Regions from separate parts of the Neogale vison genome. Here region 1 is linked to region 2. A link is a contact called in public Hi-C data. All regions are on one chromosome and are shown on one strand. The core of a region is the stretch at or near the end of the contact, and the rest is flanking DNA. Distances in the headings are between cores, read along the strand shown.

Region 1 (5,082 bases), core at 1,106-3,605, 170 kb before region 2:
TCTGGATACACAGTAGGCAAGCTACCAGGAAATGGCAGAGATAAAGACCAATCACAAGGCTTTAAGAGAGGAAGATGTAAGAAAACAGGAGCTGAGTGCGATTCTAAACTTAGCCTATTAGTAAACTTGAGCATACACTGCTGAGGGCCAAAATTAAAGCTAACTCCAACAGTAGGAGCAGCCATGTTCAGATCTCAACTCCACAACCTACTTCTAAAGTTTCTCATGCAAGAGGCACAGGGAAAGTCCCCTGAGAAATAACAACAGACGTGCTACTGATTCATTTGTATTAACACACCCTTGGTTTCATTATTCATTTAAATCCTGATGGAGTTTTTATGTATCAGCCAATCATACTTGGATCCAAACTGGTTTAATGAGGACCAACTTTTTTTTCCCCAGGAGGACAATCTCAGTGGTAAAAAATGAAGTTCTGACTGGATGGTTTGGGGTTTAGGGCTGTGACGGGGAAGGTGGGGAAAGGAAGAGAAGATCATTTCAGAAAATGCTCTTGACCAATGGTGCTACAGTTAAAGGTTTCTGACAGAGTTAGAACAGGAAAAGAAGTAAGTACCTGGGGATCAAAGAAGCACTACCAAAAATAAATGAAGAATGCTGTAGGAAAACTTTATCACCAAGTTTGCTTAAGTCTCTGGAAGCAACTAATGTCAGAGACTGCTGCAACACCTTTAATCTGAGTCTTCTTCAAACTGTGAGGAGTAATAGCTGAACATTGTATCTTTCTGTCAAAGAATTTGAAATTGTGCTCCAGTTCACTAAAAATCTTTCAGACAAAAAATAATAAATGTGCTGGTTTTAAGACCAAGAATTTTAAGAGAAAAAAGTATTTTCAGCAAAAACATATTGCTGTCTGGGATGCCTGGGTGTCTCAGTCGTTAAGCGTCTGCGTTCTGCTCAGGTCTTGACCTCAGGGTCCTGGGATCGAGCCCCACATTGGGCTCCCTGCTCACTGGGAAGCCTGCTTCTCCCTCTCCCACTCCCTCTGCTTGTGTTCCTGCTCTTGCTGTCTCTCTCTCTCTCTCTGTGTGTGTGTGTCAAATAAATAAAATCTTAAAAACAAAACAAGACATATTTTCTTTGGAAATGTTCCATTTCAGACTTATCCAGAATAGGTTTTTCATTCAGCTGTAGACCCCCTCCCCAATACTGCAGTTCCCTTGGAATTTGGTGGATAATCCTTTCTTAGTTATGAATAATTCCGAAGTATGCTCAGCAGATTGTATGAAGACCTATGTCCACCTTAGGTCACGACAACCAAGAAGCAGCAGTTCCATTTCACATAGCATGATACACAGACTCTTAGAGCACATACACAGTCTCACTTCTCCAGCTGAGGAAAACTCACACACGCTCTTAGGCATCCTCAATTTCCCTGCCTATAAACCATGCCTAAGGATGGATCTCTAATTCTTTGGGAGGAGTTGCAATCATAAGTGGCTTTGAAACGGGTGAAACCTCACTATCACTATTTCATAACTGTTCTTCAAAAGCTTTTAATTTTCTTTCAACTTGCAGCTTTGGAGGCTCTCACTGACGCTCAGACTTCACAAACTTCCTTGAGCAGGAGAAAGAACACCTAACGTGCTAATTCTAATTCAGATCACTCTTATTCTATCACACCTATGGATACCTTTGCAACATCTCAAGTCTCACGCATCTACCCCCAGTAACAACTACTAAAATCAGAGCTCGGGGGGTGGTCTTCAAACCACATTTGAGCAAACAAGAGACGGGAAGTGATAGCCTTAAGTGACACAGCTTTCCCTAGCCAAAATGAGGCGCCCTCGCTCACTGCGAGCGGCTCAAGATGTTACCAGAAGCTCCTGCCATATGTACGGGGTGAAGCTGCGGGACAAGTAAAGCAGGGACGATAACTGGAAGGCCCTAGGGAGAACTGCGGTGCAAAGCCTGCAGGCGGAATGGAGTGGAAGGAGACGAGGCAAAATTAGACAGCTACTGTAAGGAGCCAATGCAGCGAAGAAAACAGGAGAGGCGAGAGGTAGAGCCCTAGAAAAACCTGACGAATTCGCGCCTGGAAGGGTTTCCGAGGGCCCAGTTCTCTCACCAGAAAGCCGCGTTCAGCCCCAGGCACCACAGGGCGCTCCTGGCTGGCCGCTCCCACACCAGGGCTGCCTGCACCCGGCTCAGCAGAGGCTCGTAAGGCCCCAGCACCTCCACCAGGGCCCGCTGCGCCGCCTCAACCTGCTGGTCTCGCTCCCAGGAGCCTGACAGAGCGCGGCGGCCCCTGAAAGTCGGCCCCGAGGCTGGGCCTGGGGCCGCGGCCACCCCCTCTGCCTCCGCCATCTCCCCCCCGGCAGCCACAACATCCGGGGCCGCGGCCCGACGGTCACAATAAACACCAACTGCGCAGATGCGCGATTCGGCGGGGGAGGCCGCGTTTTCCACAGTGCGCCTGCGCGCGGGCTCTAGCTCCCGTCCACCCAGAGGAAAGAACACTACATCAAAGTACGACCTCCGCGCCCAGGCGCAGAGCGCGACCCGGAGCTGCGCACGCGCAGTCTGCTCGACTGAAGCCGAATGAATAAGGACCTGCCATCGCCAGAACTCAGTTCTCATTGGAGCAGAGAAAGTTTGTGGGAGGAACAGGTTGTTTGGCGCCTGCGTCGTGCGGCTAGCGGCTTGAGAGCCGCGGCTTGGCTGGCGGGAGCGTGTGCAGCGCCGGTGCCTGAGGAGCGATGCCGAGGGAAATCATCACCCTACAGTTGGGCCAGTGCGGCAATCAGAGTGAGCGAACCTCCGGCCCCTCCACTACTTAGGTTCCTTAGATTCTGTGGGATCTCGCTGTGTGATCCTGGATTCCATCTGCCCTTCCCAGAATCGTAGTTTTCCGAAGGCGGGACATGCCTGACCCAGTGTCCAGTTGCCCAACCCCGAGGGGCCCTCCTCTCCCAGTCGCTGGCATACAGCCTTTTCTCCTACATGGGAGACTCCCGAAGCTTGACTTCCTGCCTTCAGACCCAGACGCTCAGTCCCTCAGTTCCTAGCTGGAATCTGCCCAGACCCAGATACCCTCTTTCTCCCCCGTCCGCCCGCCTCCCCCAGTTGGGTTCGAGTTCTGGAAACAGCTGTGCGCCGAGCATGGTATCAGCCCCGAGGGCATCGTGGAGGAGTTCGCCACCGAGGGCACTGACCGCAAGGACGTCTTTTTCTACCAGGTGCCCCCAGCGACTTGGCCAGGGGTTCTGAGGGAAGGGCAGGGGCCTGGTACCGGGAGACCCGCTGGGCAGAGGAACCAGGGCGGGAGGCTTGAGGAGGGAGGGCAGGCAGGAGCCAGAACTGGGAGGATGGAGGGCTGGGCCTTAGCTGATTGTGCCCCCTTGCTGGATGCCCCTTGGCAGGCAGACGATGAGCACTACATCCCCAGGGCGGTGCTGCTGGACTTGGAGCCCCGGGTGATCCACTCCATCCTCAACTCCCCCTATGCGAAGCTCTACAACCCAGAGAACATCTACCTGTCGGAGCATGGAGGAGGAGCTGGCAACAACTGGGCCAGTGGATTCTCGCAGGTCATTTGCTATTCTCTGGCAGGACCCACAACTCCCTTCCTGTGTGAGGACAGGTTGTATGACTTGTCGGAGAGAGAAGAAACCAGATCAAGGATGTATGCGTAGTGGAGAGGGAGAGAGAGATGGCTGAGCAGAGTTCTTTTTTTAAAGTCTACTACATAATATGGTTAAGACTGCACTTGCCAATGCTATGTGCCAGGCTATACTAAATGCTTTACATATAACTTACTTAAACCTCCCCACAACTGTAGAGGTAGATATTATAGGTTCATGGCCTCTTAACTGCTTTTTCAGATTCCAGAAAGCTGTGAAACCAAAAGATGATTTATAACTTATTTAGTAGCAAAACAAAATATTGGGTGCCTGGGTGGCTCATTCAGTAGAGCATGTGACTCTTGATCTTGGGGATTGTGAGTTCGAGACCCACGTTGGGTGTAGAAATTATTTAAAAATAAAATCTTTAAAAATAAACAACAAATCTCAGTGGAGATCAGCTATTTTAGCTTCTATCCAACTTGTCATTACTCATATGTGTCATTGCAGAAATATTCTGAGGGAAGAATAATAATTAATATTAATTATTAATTAATTAATCATTAATATATTACAATATTTGATTAACACACATTAGACACCCACTGGCGTTTTACTTAACATACATCATAAATACCATAGTATCTTACTTGAACGGGAAATATTTGAATCCCAAAACGTACCTGGCCCCAAGAATTTTAAATAAGGCATTGAAGAGTTGTATTATTCCCTTCTTTATACAGATGAGGAAACTGAGTAATGTGCCCAGAGTCACTTGGTTAAATAAAACTAGAACTAATACATGACCCGGATGTACCGTCTGCTCATACCCACTGTGCTTTACTGCCTCTCAATACAAATGAAAAGCAGGGCTACTATGCTCCACAAAAGGACTTCTGTGGTTCTGTAAAGAAAATCCAGGGTGGCTCTTCTGAGGTCAGAGTCCTTGTCCATGGTCCTGTCCCACTCTGACACTCCCCATGTCTGTACAGGGAGAGAAGATCCATGAGGACATTTTCGACATCATAGATCGGGAGGCAGATGGCAGTGACAGTCTAGAGGTGAGTGTCTTAGGAATGCTGGTGGGAGTTGTCATAGGAAAGGCTTGACGACACCCTTTAGAAGCCACCTGTTAGGTATAAGACCTCCCCATGTGCCCTTTCCACTGAACAAGCCACTGGGCTTTGTTGGACACAAAGCAGGGTCTCCTAAGCTGTAGGTGTGGGGGAGGGAAGTGGAGGAGAGGCCTCGGGAAAATAGGAGTCCTAGAAGTTGTAGGATGGGTCCAGTTTGCAATGCAATACCTAGACACTGACTGCCCCTTCCCCATGCAGGGCTTCGTGCTGTGTCACTCCATCGCTGGGGGGACAGGCTCTGGCCTGGGCTCCTACCTCTTAGAAAGGCTGAATGACAGGTAAGCCTGTGTTTCATGAGGCTGGAAAACTTGGCTTCCCAAGAAGCTGGGAGGACTTTCAGATATGCCTTCCTATTTGCTGGAACA
Region 2 (4,562 bases), core at 85-2,584:
CAGAGAGCCCGATGTGGGGCTCGATCCCAGGACCCTGAGATCATGACCTGAGCTGAAGGCAGAGGCTTAAACCACTGAGCCACCCAGGCGCCCCTCTATTTTTTTTTTTAAGATTTTATTTGTTTATTTTGAGAGAGCGAGCACTCTCTCAAAGCAGGGGGAAGAGGCGGAGGCAGAGAGAGAAGCAGACTCCCCGCTAAGCAAGGAGTCTGATGCAGGACTCAACCCCAGTACCCTGGGATCATGACCCCAGCCGAAGGTAGAGGCTTAACCGGCTGAGCCACCCATGTGCCTGAGATGTGCTTTTCAATTCAGGAGTCACTAGCCACATGTGGAATCTCTGAATCGAGAGAGACAATAAGTGTAAAATCCATACTTGATTTCAAAGACTTGGCTTGAGAAAAGAATGTGTAAGATCTCATCCATATTTTTATATTGATCACATATCGAAAATTTAATGTTTGGATAAACCGGGTTAAATTTATGATTAAAATTATTTTCACCTGTTTTGCCTTTTAACGTGACTACTAGATAATTTTTACTCACATAAGTGCCTCGCGTATTTCTAGTCTCTGGGACAATGCTGTTCCAGGGCCTAGTACAGGGTCCTGCCCCTATTTTATTGCGCGAAATAACCAGTGTTAAGAGACCGAATGAATGGATGAATGAAGAGCTATGGTCTCTGCCTCTTATTAGGAAAATAGAATATGGCATCGTCCTGTAAGTCAGGAGATCGGGGTTATGGTCCAGGTTTACTGGAAATACTATGCAGCCTTGGACTAGCAGTGCCCCACTCTGGGTGTCAATTTGCCCATCAGGCAGCTAAGCTAATCCCTGAGGTCTCGAAGTGTATGAGAGTAAGTGGCGGAGAAAGGTGGGGAAGCCTGGTACCACAGGATTTGACTTCTGTTTGGCTCCAGCCTAACACTAGGGCTTCGGCCGACGGGAGGAGGCAGCAAAAATCACAGACTAGAACCCCCCGAGTCCCGCGCCGGGACCGCCGGCTTCCTTGGACCGACGTCACTGGGGCGCGACGGCGTGGTCCTCCAGTCCCCGAGGCGGCAGCGGTTCAGAAGGTTCCCCCCGGCAAGGGCAAGCGCCGACCTAATAGAAGGTCAAACAGTATTCGAGTCTCTCTAATGCTCAGTTTTCAGCAAACCACCTTCTGTCACCCTCCCTCCCACTTCACCCTTACCCCGCACAGGAAGCCAGGGGATACGAGTCCGGCCCCAAGCGCCCAGTGCTAGACCCTAGCGCGGCTGCGCAGGGCACGTGCGCTTCTCCGGAGTCCCGGCGATTGGCTGTGACGTAACTTCCGGCGTGAGCGGCGAAAGCCGGGAGGGCGAGCGAGAGAGCGAGCAGGCAGCAGGCAGCAGGCGGGCGGGCGGACGGCACCGAGGGAGGGAGCGAGCGAGCGAGCAGTGAGTGAGCCAGCGAGGGCGGCCGCGTCCCTAGAACAGCCGAGATTCTTCCCGTCCCTCTGATCCCCTCCCCGGAGCCCACAGCGCCTCCGGTCTCCTGTGGAGCGGACACGGCCCGGCCCGGCCATGGCCTCGTTGCTGAAGGTGGATCAGGAAGTGAAGCTCAAGGTAGCGGCACCGGTCCGGGCCTCCTGACCCCTCGCTTCGATCCCCAAGCAGTCTGACCGGCTTCCCACTCCCCATGGCGTCTTTGTCTCCCTGGGGACACCAGCTCTGAGCTTCCGCTCAGCTTAGCCCAGCCCCCCACTCCCGGAGATGGCATCGGGGGAGAGGATATTATAGGGTGGCCTTCTGAACCACGTCTGGTGGTGGAGAGCCCCGGTGAGACCTCCGCAGACACGTGGTGGACGCAGCACTTTAGGCCAGTGACAGCTGGAAGTCCCCCAGCTCAGCAACGTCCCCGCCTCCGGATGCTACTGCTACTCTCTCTGCCCCTACCCTTGGTGTCAGACCTGCTTGGTATCAAAGGCTAGGTCTGGATGGGGGCTTGGCACGTTTGTGAGCTCATATCTCCCCTGTCTACCTGCCTTTTGTTTGCTCTCAAATTCAGACAGCTTCAGACTCAGGGAGGGAGGGTGAGAGGGAAGACAGGTGGGTGCTACTCCCAAGCCCCGCTTCCCTCTCCTGAGATGGAGAAATGGATCCTCAAAAAGATAAAGTATTTACAGTCTGGGGGCCTCTCAGCTTCTCATTACAATTATAAGGTGAGGGGAAGACAGCTGGATTTGGGCTTTCCTATCCTGCTGGTACCCCTGTTGCCAGGTGCTGACTTGCTGTTACTGAATTGCTCTCTTTGTTAATTTTAGGTTGATTCTTTCAGGGAGCGGATCACAAGTGAGGTGAGTGCAATAAATAGAAAAATAAGTGTTGGTTGATAGTTCGGAATTTCCCAGAGAAGAGATCTATAGAGAGAGACCTTCCCGCAGTTACTAATTGAAGTGTATTTTCCTTCATCTTCAGGCAGAAGACTTGGTGGCAAATTTTTTCCCAAAGAAGTTGTTAGAACTCGATAGTTTTTTGAAGGTGAGAGAGACCCTTTTCTTTTCTTTAAACCACCCCCCCCCTTTTTTTTGGCTCTGGTCTTTCTGTCAAATGGGAGAAATCATGTGTTGATTCTATTTTGTTTTGTACAGTAAAACACTATTTCTTGCCCTTCAAATGAAATACTTCTTTGTTCATTTTGAAAAGACTAATGTTGTTTTGGGGGTGGGTGTCTCTCTTTCAGGAACCAATCCTAAACATCCATGACCTAACTCAGATCCACTCAGACATGAATCTCCCAGTCCCTGACCCCATTCTTCTCACCAATAGCCATGATGGACTGGACGGTGTGAGTGTCCTGCGTTTTTCTTTGTATTCTGAAGCAGTAGTTCTCTATTCTCTTCCTAGTCAATTTGAATATGTACAGAGGAAACAGTGGGATTAGGATCTAGGAATGAGGGCTCTTACAGACGTGCTGATTCCAGTATACCACTTTTAGACCCTGATTTTCATTTATAGCATGAAGTGTATAACCTGATGCTACTCTGTCCTAGAGTGAGTGCCACATAAGACTGATAGCTGCAGGTTCCCTCAGGTTGTCTGGTCTGTCCCTGTGGCTCTAAGCAAGATTTTTCTCACCTATGTCAGTGTCTTATTTTTCTTTTTTCTTTAAAGATTTTATTTATTTATTTGACAGAGAGAGATACAGTGAGAGAGGGAGTACAAGTGGGGGGAGTGGAAGAGGGAAAAGCAGGCTTCCTGCCAAGCAGAGAGCCCAATGCAGGGCTTGATCCCAGGACCCTAGGATCATGATCTGAGCCAAAGGCAGACGCTTAACAACTAAGTCCCTTGTGTGCCCCCGTGTCAGTGTCTTGAGTATTGTTACAGAATGAGCAGTTTTTATTGTGTATTGGACTGTAGTCCCTGTCTTTGTTAGGTATCTTTTTAGCACCTAGTGCTTGTCAGTTACATGACCACGTTTTATAATAACAGTGATAACACTGTATTGTTGTTTGAGTTACTGTCTCATTGATAGAGCTTGCAATTGTGGAAAGCAGAAGCTGTCGTAATCAACTTTGTATCCCCAGCACCTAGTTCTATATCTGGTACATAACAGGTGCTAAGCACATGTTTGTTGATTGAATATTGTGCTTGTTTGTGGAACCAGAAGATGTGTACATATTCCCTTAATGATACTCACCCTGCATTGACTGGTTCATTTTTCCTGTTGTTTATAGTATCCCCTCCCCCCAAGTGCTTAATATGTCAGTTGACATATTCAACTAGAGTGTAAGTTGCTTTGTGGCAAGAATCTATCCTTAAAGCCCTGTATGTGCTTAGAAAATTGTGTATAAATTAAAACAACCTGTGGGGCAAAGTTACCCAAAGGGAAACTTGTGATGGGGATATGGGTGTGAAGAGCAGGCTAATTCCTGTCTCTATCCGTAGCCCACTTACAAGAAGCGAAGGTTGGATGAGTGTGAAGAGGCCTTCCAAGGTAAGAGCCAGCCCTACCACACCTACTCCCTGGTTTGCAGCCCTGAGCAGGGGGATCGATCTGGCAGTCTCTGATCAGGAAATAAGATCAGACTTGATTTTCCAGAGTTTGCATTCCCATGTTCTCCAAACGTGGTCATAATTTAGCACCCAAAACCTAATGTCCCAGTAAACAGGGAGGGCTTTGCTTAGTGCAGACTGCCAAGGGAGAGAGGTTGGAGGTGGCTGCACATTTCAGGTTTTTCACAGAAGTTCAAGTTCCATGTTATTTTCTCTTCAGTAATCGTTGGTGCATTAAATCTTTAGAGCGTATTTTCATTTCCTTGTTCTTTAGACTTTTGGCATACTTTAGACACTCATTTGTTAATCCATACATTTTCTTTTTTTGATTCTGTTGGTGGGGTCATGGTTTGTAGGTAGGATTGTGGCAGATAAAAGGCAGAGGTCTTAGCATCTCATGGCTCTGGGGAAGGAGAGAGAAAGATGGGGGGTGGGGGTGTTAATGTCCTGCCCTCCACCCCAGTCGTTTGACCTTCTTCATGTCCCTGCCAGGAACCAAGGTGTTCGTGATGCCCAATGGGATGCTAAAAAGCAACCAGCAGC

The links. Hi-C and Micro-C count contacts between places; a contact is called where the count stands out from the background.
Region 1: a Hi-C map of muscle shows a contact between it and region 2, with 5 times the contacts expected there. The contact joins the promoter of RETREG3 here to the promoter of PSME3 in region 2. A contact is called at or near these places in 2 of 3 Hi-C or Micro-C datasets (fibroblasts and muscle).

The regions. Positions count from the first base shown.
Region 1 is chr5:19,838,056-19,843,137 of ASM_NN_V1, reverse strand. RETREG3 (reticulophagy regulator 3) reads right to left here and starts at 2,355. Exons shown (of 9, transcript XM_044247878.1): 1 at 2,087-2,355. The coding sequence starts at 2,325. It overlaps LOC122906184 (tubulin gamma-1 chain), which reads left to right and starts at 2,669. Exons shown (of 11, transcript XM_044247877.1): 1 at 2,669-2,766; 2 at 3,085-3,197; 3 at 3,381-3,548; 4 at 4,574-4,642; 5 at 4,916-4,995. The coding sequence starts at 2,718.
Region 2 is chr5:19,668,346-19,672,907 of ASM_NN_V1, reverse strand. PSME3 (proteasome activator complex subunit 3) reads left to right here and starts at 1,334. Exons shown (of 11, transcript XM_044247855.1): 1 at 1,334-1,589; 2 at 2,288-2,320; 3 at 2,442-2,504; 4 at 2,707-2,811; 5 at 3,912-3,960; 6 at 4,512-4,562. The coding sequence starts at 1,548.